Regions from separate parts of the Pan troglodytes genome. Here region 2 is linked to region 1. Evidence: chromatin contacts called from public Hi-C data. All regions are on one chromosome and are shown on one strand. Each heading gives the region's core, a stretch centred on a gene start, on an enhancer-like site or on the middle of the called end of the contact. The rest is flanking DNA. Distances are from core to core; before and after follow the strand shown.

What was found. Hi-C and Micro-C count contacts between places; a contact is called where the count stands out from the background.
Region 2: a Hi-C map of stem cell-derived neural progenitor cells shows a contact between it and region 1, with 3 times the contacts expected there. The contact joins two enhancer-like sites. A contact is called at or near these places in 1 of 7 Hi-C or Micro-C datasets (stem cell-derived neural progenitor cells) and 1 of 1 datasets of contacts at active chromatin or transcription factors (stem cell-derived excitatory neurons).

What each region holds. Positions count from the first base shown.
Region 1 is chr5:101,425,583-101,431,125 of NHGRI_mPanTro3-v2.0_pri, forward strand. No RefSeq gene overlaps it. Among named protein-coding and RNA genes, the nearest start is that of RRAGD, 21 kb to the left of the region's middle. Within about 2 kb of position 3,214, at least 12 of the 24 cell types and tissues checked have an H3K27ac peak or open chromatin away from gene starts, as enhancers often do. A contact at or near this core is called in stem cell-derived neural progenitor cells, where this site is marked.
Region 2 is chr5:101,554,383-101,559,920 of NHGRI_mPanTro3-v2.0_pri, forward strand. No RefSeq gene overlaps it. Among named protein-coding and RNA genes, the nearest start is that of ANKRD6, 4.8 kb to the right of the region's middle. Within about 2 kb of position 3,034, at least 10 of the 24 cell types and tissues checked have an H3K27ac peak or open chromatin away from gene starts, as enhancers often do. A contact at or near this core is called in stem cell-derived neural progenitor cells, where this site is marked.

The sequences.
Region 1 (5,543 bases), core at 1,964-4,463:
GCTGTGATTGAGCTGAACGTAGGGGCAAGAACAGAGCTGCAGCCTGGGAGCCCTCCTCATAAAGAGGGAGATTTAGGAGTCTTCTTCGTTGGTCGCCCAAAGACTGTCTGCCCACTTGGAGATAAGCAAGCAAGATCTCCAAGCAGCTCAGCCACTGCCTGCTTTGGCTCTCATGAGACCTCCTGCCAGGAATCCCCATTAATCAAAGTCTGGGAACAAAAGCAGACCAGTCAGTTCCCAGGAGCGCTCACATGTCTTGCAGCCTGGCTTGGGCTTTCTGTTTCTTTCGGGGTCATTGCTCTGACTACCCACAAATATAACTTAAAATCTCATCTCAATGTGACTTTCTGGTGATGTTTTAAAAGCCTATCAGGGAAACTGAGCATTTGCATCTTTGGAAGTTTATTCGGGGGACTAGCTAGGAAAACTCAATGTGGAAAAGTACAAGAGAGAAATGATCACATTGAAAGGTCATGTGGCTGGGCGCGGTGGCTCACGCCTGTAATCCCAGCACTTTGGGAGGCTGAGGCAGGTGGATCACAAGGTCAGCAGTTTGAGATCAGCCTGACCAACATGGTGAAACTCCGTCTCTACTAAAAATACAAAAAAATTAGCTGGGCGTGGTGGCAGGCACCTGTAATCCCAGCTACTTGGGAGGCTGAGGCAGGAGAATTGCTTGAAACCAGAAGGTGGAGGTTGCAGTGAGCCGAGATTGCACCACTGCACTCTAGCCTGGGCAATAAAAGCAAAACTCCATCTCAAAAAATAAAAAGAAAGGTCATGTGTACAAACTTTGACTTTGAGGGTTATCTAGGAACTCATTAGTAACCTGCCTGGAGAGAAACCTGGAGCTACAAGCCAGCAGAGAAAGGAAATGTGTTCTTCTATCAGCTCCAGGTGTAGAGCAACAGGAATGGGGCACAAATCTGAAGAAGGGCTGGGCGCGGTGGCTCACACCTGTAATCCCAACACTTTGGGAGGCTGAAGCTGGAGGATTGCTTGAGCCCAGGAGTTCAAGACCAGCCTTGACCTCCTCTGTGTTAAACATAAAAAAATTAGCTGGGCATGGTGGTGCATACTTGTAATCCCAACTATTCAGGAGGCAGAGGCAGGAGGATTGCTTGAGCCCAGGAGTTCAAGACTGCAGTGGGCTACTGCACTTCAGCCTGGGTGACACAGCAAGGCCCTATCTTAAGGGGGAAAAAAAAGTCTGGAAAAGGCCAAAGGATACTCAGAAGAGAGATTTCACATCCTGTTAGGTAAAACTGCAGCTGTGACTATGGGGTTGGGGAAATTTCAGAAGCAGTAGGAGAAAATCAAGAACTTCCCCTTCCTAGTGTGGAAACAGGCTCTTGGGATCTCTCCTGCCTAATGATCCCTGAAGGAGAGAGGGAAACAAACATCTTAAGGAAAAGGAAGAAATCATCATGTTTCTTTTCTCCTGGAAACCAGGCCTGTTTCAGAGGGAATAAGAAAAGTCGGCTGGGTGCAGTGGCTCATGCCTGTAATCCCAGCACTTTGGGAGGCTGAGGCTGGAGGATCACGAGGTCAGGAGTTCGAGACCAGCCTGACCAATATGGTGAAACCCCATCTCTACTAAAAATACAAAAATTAGCCAGGGGTGGTGGTGGGCACCTGTAATCCCAGCTACTCAGGAGGCTGAGGCAGGAGAATCACTTGAACCTGGGAGGCGGAGGTTGCAGTGAGCCTAGATCGCGCCATTGCACTCCAGCCTGGGTGACAGAGTGAGACTTCGTCTCAAAAAAAAAATTATAAGAAAGAAAGAAAAAAAAAATCAGATTCGTGATAAGCTTGTCCCAAAACCTCAGGTAAGATTGATAGTCCATTTTAGGGTGCTGCTTGCCTCCTCTTCCATCTCTCCGCCTTTGGAGAGCAGATACCTGTCCATGCTTCTTCAAAGGGTGGAATGAGATCCCATCCATCTTACATGTATTCAACAGTAGCTTATTGAATGCTTCCTGTGTTCAGGGAGCTCTTCTAGGTATTGAAGAAGTGGCTGTGAATGAAAATAGACAAAACCAGACTGAGATAATGGTATGTAAAGTGTGATATGAATATGGGGGTCAGGCTCGCTCAATGCTTTTGCCATTTCCATATGGGATGATTCCAACAAGATACTTATAGTCAAGCTGTTAGAAATAAAGGCTTCCTTTCCGCTCTCCAGCTACCCCAATAAATCTGGGTCATTCATCATTGTTGTTCAGTTTGTACTGAGCAGCCCCAGTTAAGTGAGCTATGGTTATATTGAAATATCCACTTGGCCACGAATTGAGTGAAGGTGGGAGGTTCCTCCTGCTAATTCTCCTCCCCTTCCAATACACTTCCTGGCAACCCCCACGCGGAAAACCTCACCCTACTATAGTCCCCCTTCCTCCCACTCTTCAGAAGGCGGTGGCCCCACCCAGGAGAGGGCTGCAGATCGGGGCCAGCCCCAGGGCCTCCGGGGTGCCACCTCTCTCTCGCGAGGGTCCCTGCCGTGCCCCGGCTCGCCGCTGGGAGGCGCTGCGGCACCGGCGTAGGAGCCGCCGGCGGGGTGGGGCGGGGTCGGCGGGACGGGGCAGAGGGCCCTGCGGCGGCGGGCGCGGCGGGCTCGGCCACAGGTAACCCGCAGGAGCCGAGAGCGCTGCCTGGCGCGCGGGCGGCTGGAGGCACGGCGCTGGGCGGCGCCGAGGCCCTGGGGCCGCCGGAGCCAGCGGGAGCCAGTCCCCGTCTTCGCCCCTCGCCCCCCACCGTGTCGCCGGCCTTGGTCCCTGCGGCGCGGACGTCCGGCGCGGGAGAGAAAGGTACCAGGCGACCTCGCCGGCTCCCTGGGACCCCCGCTTACACCGGGGTGGGCGCCTCAGGTCGGGGAGGACGCTGTCGGGGGAAGGGGGCGCTGCTCCCTCGGCACCCCAGGATCGCCGACTGCCCGCGGGGGAGACCCGGACACCGCGCCTCGCCCCCTGGCCTGCGGCCTCCGAAAACGCCCGGCGCGAGGGGGTCCCCCCGGGGCGCCTCCCTCTTCGCCTGGCATCAGTTGCCTCCCTGGAATATGGAACTTCGGGCGAGGGAGGTGGAGAACTTTCTTCTGGGGCTCGTCCCTCGTTCTCCTGCTCGCTCGCAGTTTGAAGGAAGGGCGGTGGGGGCGGGGGTCCGAGTACCCCGCGGTCTGCGGCGCGTAGGAGGGTACGTCCCTGGCCTGCGGCCGCCTCCGAATGACCCCGTCCCTCCCCGCCCTGGACGACAGCACTAGGGTGCAGTCGCAGGAGAGGGGCCGATACCCCTCAGGAGCCCCATCGGCGAAGCCTCAGCAAGTGGCATCTCCCGGGGTCCAGAGAGTCGGCGTGCTGTCTGGTTTGGGTCCAGACATCAGCTCACCCAAGCTTATCTTGGGCTTTTAAGTGTGTTGCTTCCGGTAGATCTCGGGGACTGGAGGGGAAGTGCAGCATTATTTGTGACCCAAGAGGGACTTGAATGTCTCAAAGCTGGTCAAGAATGTTTCCCCCGCGAGGTAGCATGAGATGGGTCACGTGGTAGTAAAGAGCCACTTCGGGCCCGTGAGATGGAGTTCTGACTCCACCACTTGTTAGGTATGTGACTTTGGAAAACCCACTTCTTTAAACCTTAGTTTTTAGAACTCGAAACTGCAGGTATTGTACATAACCTCGTAGTATTGTGTTCATGCAGTGAAGTGATGGGAATGAAATGCTTGGCATTGTACTCTTGTGTGTTAGACACCTTTTGCGAACCTGTTGGATGTTGAATTCATTCATGCTTAGGTTCTGTTAGGCCAGTGTTAAGTGGAAAGAACTTGGGCAATGAAGACAAACACACCTGGGTCCAAGGTGGTCCCATCCGTGGTATACCGATTGGGGGTTTCTCATCCCCAAGACACCAATAGCAGCCCTGGTGGGGTTTTTGTTGTTTTGAGACAGAGTTTCGCTCTGTTGCCCAGGCTGTAAGCTTTGACCTCCTTAGCTCAACCGATCTTCCCACCTCAGCCTGGGACCACCACACCTGGCTAATTTTGAATTTTTTTATTTTACTAGAGACAGAGTCTCACTGTGTTGCCCAAGCTGGTCTCGAACTCCTCCTGTCTCAGCCTCCCAAAGTGTTGGGATTACAGGTGTGAGCCACCGTACTGGTCTGCAGCCTTGTTCTTGAATGTAGTAGGTGTGTCTATACCGATACATGTTACACTTTGTCATCTTTAGTATTTGTTTAGCATATGGTAACAAAAAATCTTTTAAAAATTAGGGATACAAATTAAAATTGGGGAGCATTTTCTGCCCTCTAGGTCATACTGGAGATGGGGGAAGGGTAGAAGAGGGATGAAGAGGAATTAAAGAGACCAGAAAACAACTAGTCGCAGTGTTGGGAGGTATAAACCAATGGTAATTTTTAAAAATGTGAATTTATTAACTCCTTGTTTTTTCATGGTGGCACCAAAAATTAATCTTAGTCTCCCACTTAAACTCATCAGCCTCCCCAAAGCCTTTCCAGATAAGCATATGCTCCATGTAAAAGCAGACTGCCTGCGATCCAACTCAGCTTAGAGACAAGGCACACTTCCAACTCCCAAGGCCTCCTTCTTGTATAGAGATGCTGGTGCTGCCACTGTGAAATACATCATACACTCAGACAGTATAAACCTTAGAGTGCAATGTAAAGAATAATAATAGATCACACCCAAGTACGCGTCACCCGGCTGAAGAACTAGAACATCCCCAGGCCCCTGGAGCCCCTGAGTACCCCTCTCCATTGCCATCCACTCACTTCTCGCCTCCCACCCAAGGAACCACTATTCTGGATGTTGTGTTAACTTTTTCCCTTGCTTATATGAAAAACCCTGAGGAAAGGAAGTTTCCCAACAAGCATTTCCACAATAACCTGGAGCATTCTTTATTTTTCTTTTTTTCTCAAGGAGCATTATTATTGAACTTAAAAGCAGGCTATTGAGGGTAAGATACAAACCACAAAAAAGCCGAAAGTCTCAAAGTCGGGGGATCTTTTAGTCTCTGTCTTCTTCCAAGTTTCTCCTGTCTCCCTGGCACGGATCCCGAAGGTGTGTTCTGTCTGTGTAGGGGAGACCCAGTCTCTTCCAACATAGATTGATGGCTGTGATTTTAAAAGCTTTGCTTGAGTCCCTAAGAAGTGGGAAAACAGTAATTTGGGTGCGTGCGTTTTAGAAGTTTTTTTAAAAATGCAAATTATCCAGAAGGCATTGTGTGGGATTTGAAGGATTAAGCTAAGAGTGACCTTTAAAAATGGTTTTAACAACCCAAATTCCTCTTCCTGGTTGATATGTTTGTGTTATTGTCTTTGTTTTATTTCTTCAAGGTCACATGGCTTTCCTTGGTGAATCTTACACTGTTTTGTTACTTCTTGGTTAAGGCAAAGATTCTGAAACTTGGTTTCATGGAGCCCTTAGTGTCTGAGTTAATTTTTTCACAATTCCCTTAGGCTTCAGTAGTTAGTAATTTTTTCACAATTCCCTTAGGTTTCAGTAGTTAGTAGTTAGGTTCAAACAACTAAGTATTTAC
Region 2 (5,538 bases), core at 1,784-4,283, 130 kb after region 1:
ACATACTTTCAGACCACTCTGCCTTTTTGCTCTTGCTGTTTCCTCTGCCTGTGTCTTCTCCCCTTCTAACCTAACCAGATCTTACCTCCTCTAACACACTACCTTCTCTGTGAAAACTTTCCTGACCTCCTTACACCCCAGCACAGCAAGCAAGAATGATCCCTCTCCCAGTTTCCACGGTTCCTTATGCCCATCTCTTCAATATATGCTTGGTACTCCACAAAATAAATAACAAAAATGGTTTCAGTGGAAAAACTGGGGACAGAAAAGCCAGATCAGAGCAGATTTAAGGAATGGGTAGAAGTTGAGATTTGAGTACATAGAATTGGTTTTATTGTGATGCTGTGTTAATTATTTTGATTTGTCTTTAGCATTTGGGTCTTTACCTAACAGGGGTTGAGGGTGGTGAGAAGAAATTCCCAGAGTGGCCGTGGTGCTGTCCAATGCTCTGGTGCTGACAGGCCTGTCTCACTGAATAAGGGATGCCTCTAGAGTGATAATTTTTTTGGCCCCAGAAACTGTAGTCCTCTATTTTGAGGGGGAAGGGAGAGAGGAGAAAGACCACGTCCCTTCTCTGCTATCTTTTGGAGGGTCTGGAGCCAGAGCCTGCCTCATCTATTTGGAAAGGAAAAAGATTAGTTGACTAGGTGAGTACCTCATATATTTCTTACGGGATCACAGGCTCCTGAAGACCAATTGATGACTAAAAATAAATTGATTATTGGTTTTTCTGTCATTCATTAAATGGACATTAAAGGCCATCTGTGTTCCCGGCACCATGATAGGCTCTGGGGATACAAGATGACCAAAATGGGGTTCCTGCCACAAGGAGTTCATATAACCAGGGAGACCAACCTTGAGCCTGTAACAGCAATTATGCTGTGTCTTAGTCTGCTTGAGCTGCCATAACAAAATACCACACACTGGGTGGCTTAAACAACAGAAATTTATTTTCTTCCAGTTCTACTTTCCAGTTCTTCTGGCTAGAAGTCCCAGATCAAAGTCCAGCAGGGTTCAGTTTTGGGTGATGGCTGTCTTCTTGGCTTGCAGATGGGCTGTTTTGTCCTCACATGGCTGTTCTTCTGTGTGTGCACACTCAGAGTACGTGTGCAAGCATGAGTGCACTAATTCTATCAGATCAGGGCTCCATCTTTATGACCAAATTCACCTTAATTATCTCCTATTTCCAAATACAGTCACACTGGGGGTGTGGGCTTCAACATATGAATTGGGGGACGCAATTCAGTTCATAGCAGAAGCTTATAGAAAACTGTAGGTGCTGGCTGGGCACGGTGGCTCACGCCTATAATCCCAGCACTTTGGGAGGCTGAGGCATTTGGATCACCTCAGGTCAGGAGTTTGAGACCAGCCTGGCCAACATGGTGAAACCCCGTCTCTGCTAAAATACAAAAATTAGCCAGGCATCATGGTAGTCGTCTGTAATCCCAGCTACTCGGGAAGCTGAGGCAGGAGAATCACTTGAACCTGGGAGGCCGAGGTTGCAGTGAGCCGAGATTGCGCTATTGCACTCTAGCCTGGGGGGACAAGAGCGAGACTTTGTCTCCAAAAAAAAAAGAAAAAAGAAAAACAGTAGGTGCACAGATGAGGGAATGGTCGTCTTGTCTAGGGCAAGGCAGGGACAGCAGAAGGCTTAGCAGAGATAACACTTGGTCTGAACTTTGAGTATGCGCATGGTCATTTGCCAAGTGATGGGAGTGCCCAGCCCTGACTTGGAGGCTCTGGTGGTCTAGCAGTGCTGGTCAGTCAATAAGTTATTGTCCTACATAAAAAGGGACGGTCTCTACCTCCCAAGCCTTCTGTCAGTCACATCTTTATTCGGTGATATGTGCTTATTCCTCCTATGTGATTTTTACATCTGTAAGCAGCTTTTCTTGGAAGGGTATGTCACAGGTTTCCTGAATAATATTCAGATGTCACTCAGCTTTCACTGTAACAGCCTCTATGCCTCCTGCAGAGGTGGTTATTTCAAAAGATTCAGTGACAGAGTTAGAAGCAGAGAGTTTTTGTGCTTTAAATGGCTCAAGAAATAAACATACTTGTTTCTTTGTGACAGTGGGGTGTATTTATAATGAGTCATGGGCTTGCTAAAGCAGAGCGTGTCCACCCTGTCATTTCCCTTCTTTCGCAAATAGTCCTGGTGGGCACCAGGTTCCGTGAGCAGTCAGTGCTGAGTGTCCTCATGGGTAGTACTGTGTTAAGGGCCCTACCTGTGGGAGTAGATCTTCTCAGAAGGAGGAAGTGTTCTGGAAGCTGTAAGAAAATGAACCACTCCTTGCTTTATTCTTCCTTCCCACTCAGTTTACACTTATCTTCTGGCAACTGGACTTTTGGGCCCTGATCATGGCTTTTCAGTGGCCAGATGATGAGTTTCTTTAAAGTACGGATTGAGTCACATTCCTCTCTGTTGCAGCCTTACTTGTCCCCCAGTGGTGATCACAGTAACCCAGTAGTGATTGCTTTTGGATAACTAGTATGACGGTTGTGTATTTTTTTTTTTAAGCTTGTGTTATTCTGCTGGCAATTTGTTTCCCCAGTGGGATTCAGCCTCTTTGCAATGCACCCGCCAGAGTCTCCAGCTATTCTCCTGCCCTTGGTGTAAGGCAAATGATGACCAAAGCAGGATTGCAGTCCATTCCATTGCCCCATTACCCTTGGGGAAATAGGGCAATGCTTTAGGACGGCAGGTGGTAAGAGGGTTTGTGCTGACAGAGTAATTTCCCCATCTCTGGGACCAAAAATTCTGTCCTTAGAGACATAGAGGAAAATGTGGGGATATTGGCTCAAGTCAAAATGAAAGCCCTCTCCTTTCTATGATCTCTCCAGGTGGGAATTAGATTTCTGTTGCTTCAACAAGTGGGCTGGAGCACACGCTTGCAAGTTTAGGGCAGTCGACAGCACTCGGAACAGCTTCTGAAGGGGCTCAGTTCCCTGTTTACTCCCTTCCCCCTCCCCGGCAGAGACTGTTCAGAGGAGTATTTGTGAGACAAACGTCGGGAACAGCTGCTCAGCCAGACCCTTGTCTCCTGTGCTGCCGCAGTCACTGTGCTGGAACTCTCTGCCGAGGAGGGTGGAGTGTCTGGGCTCCACTGCTCCCACAAAGCAAGCATTTTCCTGTTTTCTTGGAGGCAGTTTATTACAGATTTCAACCCTTTCTGCATCCCTCCCTCCCTTACAACACGCACACTCATCTTTTCTTGCATTACTGCTGAAATTATGCAAACTTCGTTTCTCTGTCATCTGAGCGTCATTCAGAAATGTTCCTCCGATCTGTGAATTGTTCCCTGACTTCAATCGGGGCAGTGTTACAGGTCCTCTGCTGGCAGGAGGGAGCAGTCCGTGAAAATCTGCAGACACAAGACTTTCAGAAGCTGTGACGAGCAGACTAGCAAGCCACAAAACATTGCAAGCTGAATGGATGTCTTAATAAGCTTTTAGATGTGATTTGGCCAGCATCAGCAGAGGAGGCTAACGGGAAAAGGCAGCGAGCATTGTAACGTAAATCACTGCAGATTTGCTGGGAGTGACAGCCCTAGGAAGCTAATGATCTCTCCAGGAAAGAATTGACCACAGTTATCCAGAAACTGAACACGATGTAGAACAGAGAGGACAGCCCCTCGGATGTGAGTACCATCTCTTCAACACAAGGTTTGGAGCAGTAGAAGCAAAGCTAGTTTATAGCTGATGGCGCTCCATAGCCACCAGTTCCTGGGTGCCTGTGGGCCATCTCTGGGTGGGTTGTACATAATGCCTGGCCGGGACTTTTATTTGCAGGTCTCTTCTGGAATATTTTGCTTGTCGGGAGACAGAACGTAGTGGCTTTAGGATATTGGCAAATTCTCCAAAGTATAGGAGAATTTGTTGTAAAGCCCCAAGAAAACAGCAAAAGCAAACCTTATAGACCTTTTTCTGTAAAAAGAAAACTGATTGCATCACAGACAAGCAGCTGTGTGACCCTCTGGTATTTGTGATGAGAGACAAAAGAATTAGCAAATTACAGAGCAACAAAAATGGGGCAGTGGGCTGGGAGGATGGAGGGAAATCTTAGCAAGCTAAATCCCTATCTAGATTCAGAATGTGCATTGCATACTTATGCTCATGTATTTATTTCCTTTTTGCTTAAAGAATGGGCAGCGTGTTTGCGTTTAAGGTTTTCCTCCAGAATGCTGTGAAAAATGAACATTGTGACAAAGAGGGGTGTAATTGATAGGCTTGGGGCAGAATACATTTCTCACTGCCAGCAATGGGAAGTATCTTGAATGATAGCTGATCTACTTGGAAGAGGAGGCTCAGATATAAGGAGGGGATGAACTGCTACAGCCAAGGTAGCCAACAGGTTGGCAGTGAAGTTTAACTCTTTGATTCCAGACTGGTTTCACCCCTCTATTCCCTTCCCCTCCCAATTTACTGTCAGGGGTTCCCCCATCCCTTCTTAAACTGCCCCCCACCCCTGCAACACACACATCTCTATCTGGTCCAATTTGTCAGGTCAGGGCATCAGATGAGAAGAAGCAGAGTGTCTTCTCACTCTAAGGAATGGGTATCATTGTTCTAGATGGGAGGTAAGGATTTGGGACTTAGGAACAGTGACCATGAGGGAGGGAGAGAGGTGGTGTCTCTGCTTGGCCTGCACCTGGTATCTCTGCTGGGCCTGCACCCACACCCAAGGCTGAAGGTGCAGGAAGAAGCAGAAAGGAAGCAGAAAAGAAGACCCTCATTTGATACCTTCCCACCCACAAACTGTGTGTAAATGCACCTGCAGGTGAAGGCTGGAGATCCTAGTAAGGAGGCGATTACTGGGCTTAAATTGAAAATGAGTTTGAGATGTCCAAGCACATAGGGATGGTGTTGGCAACAGACTAGGAATTGGAAAGCTGGGGTTCTGTTCCTGATCTTGCAGGCAGTTTTCTGTATGACTCTGGTAGGGAGAGTATCCAAAGTCCTGTGTGAGGGACCTGTTCTGGAGGCTGCTCTTTGGTCATGGTGGAGGGGATGGAGTGAGAGAGGAACATTCTTAAGTAGCTGTAACTGAAAAGCAAAAAAATAGAAGGGTGTTTCTGCTTGGCCAATGTTTTCTCACCACTGTAGTATTTTTCTATCTTTAACCAAACAAAAAGGAAAATTAATGTGGGCTGTGCTTGCAAAGGGCTGTTTACCAGTGGTAATTATCTAAACAAGGCTATCTCAGTAGCCTGCAGCTATGGCATAAGTGTACTTCAGTCTCAGTATCCAGGAGGCTGAATTCATTGCATGGGACTGGAGGGTGGGAGGGGAGTGGCTATCAATTTACTATGGGCCAGCTGGACCCCTGCATCCATTGCTGAGGAGGCTGCACAGCGCTGCTGGTGTGGAGCTTGTGACCTCAGCTGATGGGCTGTACTGAGGTTGCAGCAAAAAAACCCTCTACCCTCAGGGGCTAAGCCATGGAGCAGAATGAGTAGAATTTTAGCCATGAAAATATTTGTATGAACTGGGCTGTTGTACTTGAGACATTCAAATACCCATTGCAAGAAAGGTTCT